2 separate regions of the Zea mays genome follow, and region 2 is linked to region 1. A link is a contact called in public Hi-C data. All regions are on one chromosome and are shown on one strand. The core of a region is the stretch at or near the end of the contact, and the rest is flanking DNA. Distances in the headings are between cores, read along the strand shown. Region 1 has its middle 13 kb from the start of LOC118476960. Region 2 holds the start of LOC100273023 (Acetylglutamate kinase chloroplastic).

What was found. A called contact is a pair of places that touch in the nucleus more often than the background predicts.
Region 2: a Hi-C map of tassel shows a contact between it and region 1, with 2.0 times the contacts expected there. The contact joins the promoter of LOC100273023 here to the enhancer-like site in region 1. A contact is called at or near these places in 2 of 25 Hi-C or Micro-C datasets (ear and tassel).

Annotation. Positions count from the first base shown.
Region 1 is chr4:157,267,367-157,270,650 of Zm-B73-REFERENCE-NAM-5.0, forward strand. No RefSeq gene overlaps it. Among protein-coding and RNA genes, the nearest start is that of LOC118476960, 13 kb to the left of the region's middle. Within about 2 kb of position 1,650, at least 16 of the 20 cell types and tissues checked have an H3K27ac peak or open chromatin away from gene starts, as enhancers often do. A contact at or near this core is called in ear and tassel, where this site is marked.
Region 2 is chr4:157,751,127-157,754,410 of Zm-B73-REFERENCE-NAM-5.0, forward strand. LOC100273023 (Acetylglutamate kinase chloroplastic) reads left to right here and starts at 1,826. Exons shown (of 1, transcript NM_001147473.1): 1 at 1,826-3,187. The coding sequence starts at 1,898. The coding sequence ends at 2,938. It overlaps LOC103653870, which reads right to left. Exons shown (of 5, transcript XM_008680681.4): 5 at 3,121-3,284.

The DNA.
Region 1 (3,284 bases), core at 400-2,899:
AAAAGTTGGATGACAGGAATCACGCAAAAGCATAAATTCTCATAGAAAGTTGAACAAATATCTACACTGCGCATCATAGTGGATGAAAAAGTTCTAATATGTGTCCAATCAATAGCCCCATGCATAAATAATAATTGGAGAAAAGTCGTCTTCACACGCGGACGCCTTTGGGATCCGCCACCGCCGCCACACTCACCTCGGATGCGCGTCACCGTCACGCGCACCTTAGGTGGTTGCCGCTGCGGCGCGACCTTGGGGAGCCACCGCCGTCGCGCGTCTTAGGTGGCCACCGCTGAGGTGCGGCCATGGGGAGCCGTCATCGTCGCACGCACATCTAGGAACCGTCATTGCTCTTCGCACCTATGGGATGCAGTTGTTGTCGCTTGTGCCTAAGAGAGGCCGCCGTCGCAGCTCCGGCCTCGAATGGCCGTCGCTGTCGTGCTCCCTTAGGAACCGCTGTCGTGCGTGTATCGGTGGTGTGGGGGCGCCATCGCTCATGCATTGTGATGGGGGCGTCACTGCCGACGCCGCTAAAAAATGGAACCCTAGGGCTCTGGGGCTTCTTTTATAGACGCCCGAGACCTGATGCGACTAAACTGGATACAACGTTAGATTTGGGCTTCCTTGCTTATTTTGGAAGCCTAGGTCTCCAAATATATAATTCCTAGATTTAAGTGTATATTAGGTATGTGCCCGTGCGTTGCCACGGGGCGGGGGAGCGTGGGGCTCCTAGTCTATAAATATATTTTTTGTTTATTTGTAAACACTAAGGTACATGTGGTCTGGTGGTTAGCCCCAAATTTCTGGAGTAGAGAGGGGTGGGTTTGAGTGCTCGTTCTACACTATTTTTTGCGGTTAGGTTCTTAATAGAATCATATAGATTATTTCTAAACACTAAGGTACATGTGGTCTGTTGGTTAGCCCCAAATTTCTAGAGCAGAGGAGTGTGGGTTCAAGTGCTTGTTCTGCACTTTTTTTTGCGGGCGCCGGGCGTGAGGAGGGTGAAGCTTTCTTAATAGAATAGTATAGATATATAGCTTGACGAAGTGTAGATGAAGTACATAATGATACTAGATAATCTAATGCAGTATTTATGTCGAATATACCAAAGGGTTCGAGTGCTCGTTCTGCACTATTTTTTGCGGGCGCTGGGCGTGAGGAGGGTAAAGCTTTCTTAATAGAATAGTATAGATATATAGCTTGACGAAGTGTAGATGAAGTACATAATGATACTAGATAATCTAATGTAGTATTTATGTCGAATATACCAATATTTATAGAGTATATACTTATACTTATTTTATTTATTACTATAATAATAGTATAATTTACGTAACAAGATTTACAATATTTTAAAATAACTACATAAATATATTTAAACTGATAAATGACTATATACATACATAATATTATTTATTAAAGATGGGATACTCCTAGGAGTAGAATAAAATTTGCCATAGGATCACCCACTTTTAGCCCATGAACCATGCTGCAACTCAGCCCATGAACCATGCTGCAACTCAAACTCGTACTTTGTATGTTTGTTTACATGGGCCGGACTAAAATTATCGGGATGACGCAACTGATCCGAAGGACTGTGTCACCCACCAATCCTGCAATCCAGCCCACGCACTACGACTAGTCCCTTCCTGGCTTCGTTCCGTCCTCCGAGACCCTCCCCAAGTCAACAACGTACACAAACACACGCCTAGGCGCTCTTCCGCAGTTCCGCTGCAGCACCGCCTCTAGTACTCCCAGCGTCGTCGTCCTCGGTCCGCTCGCCGCGAGCGGCTTGTTCGGTTAGGGCATGTACAATGGGTGTCTTAAGTTGTGTCTTAGAGTGTGTCTAGGGGGGTGAATGTAAAAAAACTCAAGACACGTATCTTGACGAAGACACGGTGTCTTAGCTCTATGTTCGAGACAGGAGACTAGCTGATTGGTCACTTTAATTTATTGAATGCTCTGATTGGTACAATGAATATCGTAAGACACATGTTTTAGACATGACCACTGTATTATGTTGTGTTTTAGTTATATCTTGTACTTGGAGTACCGTGCAGCAGTGTCTAGGTTGTACATGCCCTTAGGGTAGACTAAGAGTCGCATCCATCATCTACACTTCGTAGAGACAACATATATAAAACAATGAGGCTCTGTTTGTTTACTTTTATTTTGAGAAATTGGAATCTTACTAATCGAATAGGCTAATTTTTTAGAATGTGACATTTCATCACTTTTCAAAGTTATCATATAAGCCTATCTCAAATTCACGGGGTAAGAGATTGGAAATTAATTTTATAGATTTACATGTTATGTTTCCGATGTACAACTTATACCACATTATTCTACTTGCTTTTCTATAACATAAATGTAGTATATAATTATCTCTCTCATATGATTTAGAATAATATACAAATATATTACATATATATATGAACTTAATTAGTTTTGTCTAAATTATAATTATTAAAACGGAATTCAATTCCAGCGAAACAAAATGGGGCCAGAGCCTATTTGTTTCAGCCTTTTTGATGATTCTGGTCGCTAGAAGCTACTGCGGATGCTAAATGCCTACTTTTCACCCCGCTTAGAACCTCTTTGGTGAAAATCGTCCGAAACCAACATGAATACGTATCGGCTGAGTCGTGGTGACAGTAGGAATCTGTCGCTTTCTAGATCCAAACCTCATGAACTACTTCATTTTTCTCCGCACGTAATTCCCACGATATTCAGATTCTTCGTACAACCAGATTCTCAAAGAAGTTCGTCAGAAAAAGCCAAACCAAACATATCAAATATATGTTTTCCCACACAACATTACACTACAATGCTGGTTAGCCACTAGTATAATCAAGTATATATGAGTTAAGAGCACCAAGAAAGACTCAAACTATCTTGATAATGGCTCATTATTCTTTAGTCAAGGGCACATATCAACCTTGACTTTTCTAGTTCTCATATTTTTAACTGATTGTGTTTAGCAATAGTTGATGTGAAACTAATCATATAACAACTTATCAATCTCAAGATTTATCGTCTTAGTCTGTCGCAGGAATCATATATACTAGTCATGAGTATGCGTGCATATATGTGAAACATTGGTAAATAATGAGTATGTTGATGTACCTTGAATCCTTTCCTATAACATTCACATGAGTTTATTAGTTAGCGGAAGGGCTTGTTTCTAACCTCTAAAGATTTGTTAGCAACTAAAATTAGTTGTAGGGTGTTCCAAACAATTCAGCTAAAACCACAGCTAATTGTTACTTGTACCCTCAACTAAC
Region 2 (3,284 bases), core at 576-3,075, 480 kb after region 1:
ATATTGATTTAATTGCATGATTGTGTAGAGCAGTAATTAGTTTGGCTTTAAGCAGAAGTGGTTTGTTTAAGTAGTGTACTCTAGTTTGGGTAGTTGAGCCGCATAAGAGCAACTCCAAGAGTCTAGATATAATCTTAGCTAAATTTAGAGTTTTATGAGGACTCTAAAAATAAATAACTTCTTAAACGGTGAGGTAAACCAACAGACTCTTTAAATATTGTTCATAAATATTCAAAACACCTCTCAATTGACGTGAATAAGATACATGTGTTTATATTAAAATATAAATCTACAATTCACACGTCTCTCTTTTTACTGCTGACATGAGAATTTTTTTTGTCCATGAGCCGTGATATCGATCAACTTTTAGAAAGTGCTAGCATATGAGCTGGAAATTAGAATGCTAGTAAAACAAACAAACAGGAGGAGCGAGCATTTACACTTTTGCTGATACGCTTGCATTGTCGACATTGGCCAAGAAAAATAATTGATATGATCTTCCCTTATATTGCGGTTAATCCCCTCCTAGCTTGGGCATGCCATATCTACCAATGCACGCGAGGACGGCGAGGCTTGGGAGCGGCGAGAGGACGACGAGAACGACAAGGCGATGGAGCGGTGCTGTAGGCGTCAACCGTCAAGGGCTCGAGAGGGGTGACGGTAGGAGGGAATGGTGAGGCGGACAGACTCGGCAAAAATACCTAACGATCTCGATAGGATGGCGAGCAGGATACAGTAGCGAGCAAGAAAGAGAGCCCGTTAGATCGGATTTTAATCCTATTTTTTCTATTTTTGCATATACTAATCAATTTAGCTAGGTTTTTGGAGTTGCTCTAAGCATATATATGAAACAAAGTAGACAAACATGCTTACAACCTGTAACTGCCAATAAATAATATTTGTATCACATAAATCACAAAAAAATCCATTGTTTCTGAACTCCAGGAGTTCAAGAACTGGCACGCTTGATCAGCTTGGGAAGCATCTCATCAGCAAAATAAGAACAACCCGGTTGCTTTAACTCTTCGAAGGACAACTTCTTGTCGTACGCTTGCATGTGACGTATTTCTTTCAACCAGCCCTCTGACAGCTTCATAGTCTCAAGATTCAACAGACCGTTGAATTTGACATTATCTTCCTCCTTAAAGTCTTGGTAGCTCACCTTTGACTTGAACTCAAGATGTTCGATGTCACTTGTGAAAACACCAACCCAGCGGAGAGTGGGTACAACAAGATTGATATTATCATAACATAAGCGGATTCCATCGAGCCCCGTGCATAAACAGCAAGGATCTCTACACCTGATGGATTCGGGTCAAGAATCCATATACCAGGAGTTTGGTAATGGTCTTAAGAAGCTTCAAGAAATGTTTGGTTGAGAGTCCAGGCATACCCGATCCGGTCATGATAATGCAATTATGTCTGTTGTGAAAGTTCATCTGTTCCAGACATAGTATGCTTCTCCACAACAAGGACATAAGAAGTTTGTGGATAGTCGTCCAGTGATGTGCAATGATATTTATTTAGGTAATCGCTGTGTACGTGAATTATGATCCTGACACGTATATTTGTATTCATTTTGACTTCTAAAATCGGATGTGACAGTTAGACAGATTGTGATGTCTTGTACAGCAAACTAAACAACCCTTAAACAACATACATAAATTTGCAAGCAAGTCGATCCCCAAACGAAAACACGTGCCCGCCGGCTGCTCCACCTGACCAGCTCCGGTGTCACACTCGCCAGTCGCCACCTACTCCGCAGGCATCCCTATCTACAATTACACACTTCCGTTGTGCCGCAGCGGCACACTTCCAGTGCCGAGCAACAAGCTCGTTTCCGCATACGCCCAAGGCGAGGCATTTCATCGAACATAACGACCCCCCGTTCCAAACCATGCCGCTCACGAAGCTCCACCCCTCCCTCGCCGCCGCCTCCACGCTGACCCCGAAGCATAGCCTGAACGCAAACCGCGTTGTGGCCCTGACCCCGTCGGCGTCCCACCGCAGCGGCGGTCTCCGGGTCTCCGCCGCCTCGGTGGCGGCGGCGCAGCCCACACCGGCGTCACCTGCAGCGGGCGCTGCGGCGGCACTGAGCCGCGTGGACGTGCTGTCGGAGGCGCTCCCGTTCATCCAGAGGTTCAAGGGCAAGACGGTGGTGGTCAAGTACGGTGGCGCGGCGATGAAGTCGCCGGAGCTGCAGGCGTCGGTGATCCGCGACCTGGTCCTGCTGTCTTGCGTCGGCCTCCGCCCCATTCTCGTCCACGGCGGCGGGCCCGAGATCAACTCCTGGCTGGCGCGCGTCGGCGTGGAGCCTCAGTTCCGCAACGGGCTCCGCGTCACCGACGCGGTCACCATGGAGGTCGTGGAGATGGTGCTTGTGGGCAAGGTCAACAAGCAGCTCGTGTCCCTCATCAGCCTCGCGGGTGCCACCGCCGTCGGGCTGTGCGGCAAGGACGCGCGCCTCCTCACCGCGCGGCCCTCCCCTGACGCCGCCTCCCTCGGCTTCGTCGGCGAAGTGACGCGCGTGGACCCCGCCGTACTCCACCCCATCATCGCGTCCGGGCACATCCCGGTCATCGCCACCGTAGCGGCCGACGAGGCCGGGCAGGCTTACAACATCAACGCCGACACCGCCGCCGGGGAGATCGCGGCAGCGGTGGGAGCCGAGAAGCTTCTGCTCCTCACGGACGTGTCCGGCATACTGGCGGACCGCGATGATCCAGGGAGCCTGGTGAGGGAGGTGGACGTCGCCGGGGTGAGACGGATGGTGGCCGAGGAGAAGGTCGGCGGCGGGATGATTCCCAAGGTGGAGTGCTGCATCCGTGCCATCGCCCAGGGGGTGCGCACCGCCAGCATCATCGACGGCCGCGTCCCGCACTCGCTGCTGCTCGAGATCCTCACGGACGAGGGCACCGGCACCATGATCACCGGATAAAGCTGCCTTGTTATTTGTTTGCAAGAGGGGGTTTGTGCGACACATTGACATCGGTTGGAATTGTTTTGCACAACGCACCCAACGGTCTGTTTTTTCGCAAACGAAATATGAGCTTTTAAACTCAACCAAATATAAGTGTCTTTCCATGAGATATCTGAGATTTATGTTGTTCAAGGAACGAATCAAATCAAAGTCAGCATGTAACTTTATTTATTATACAAATAATTTTATTATGCTGGCCATTTCAACAGTTAGTACTGTATATCCTTCAAATGAAGGACTGCAAACATAATTTTTCTGACGCTGGACTAGGAAGCGTAAATATGACCCAGAACAACAACATTCC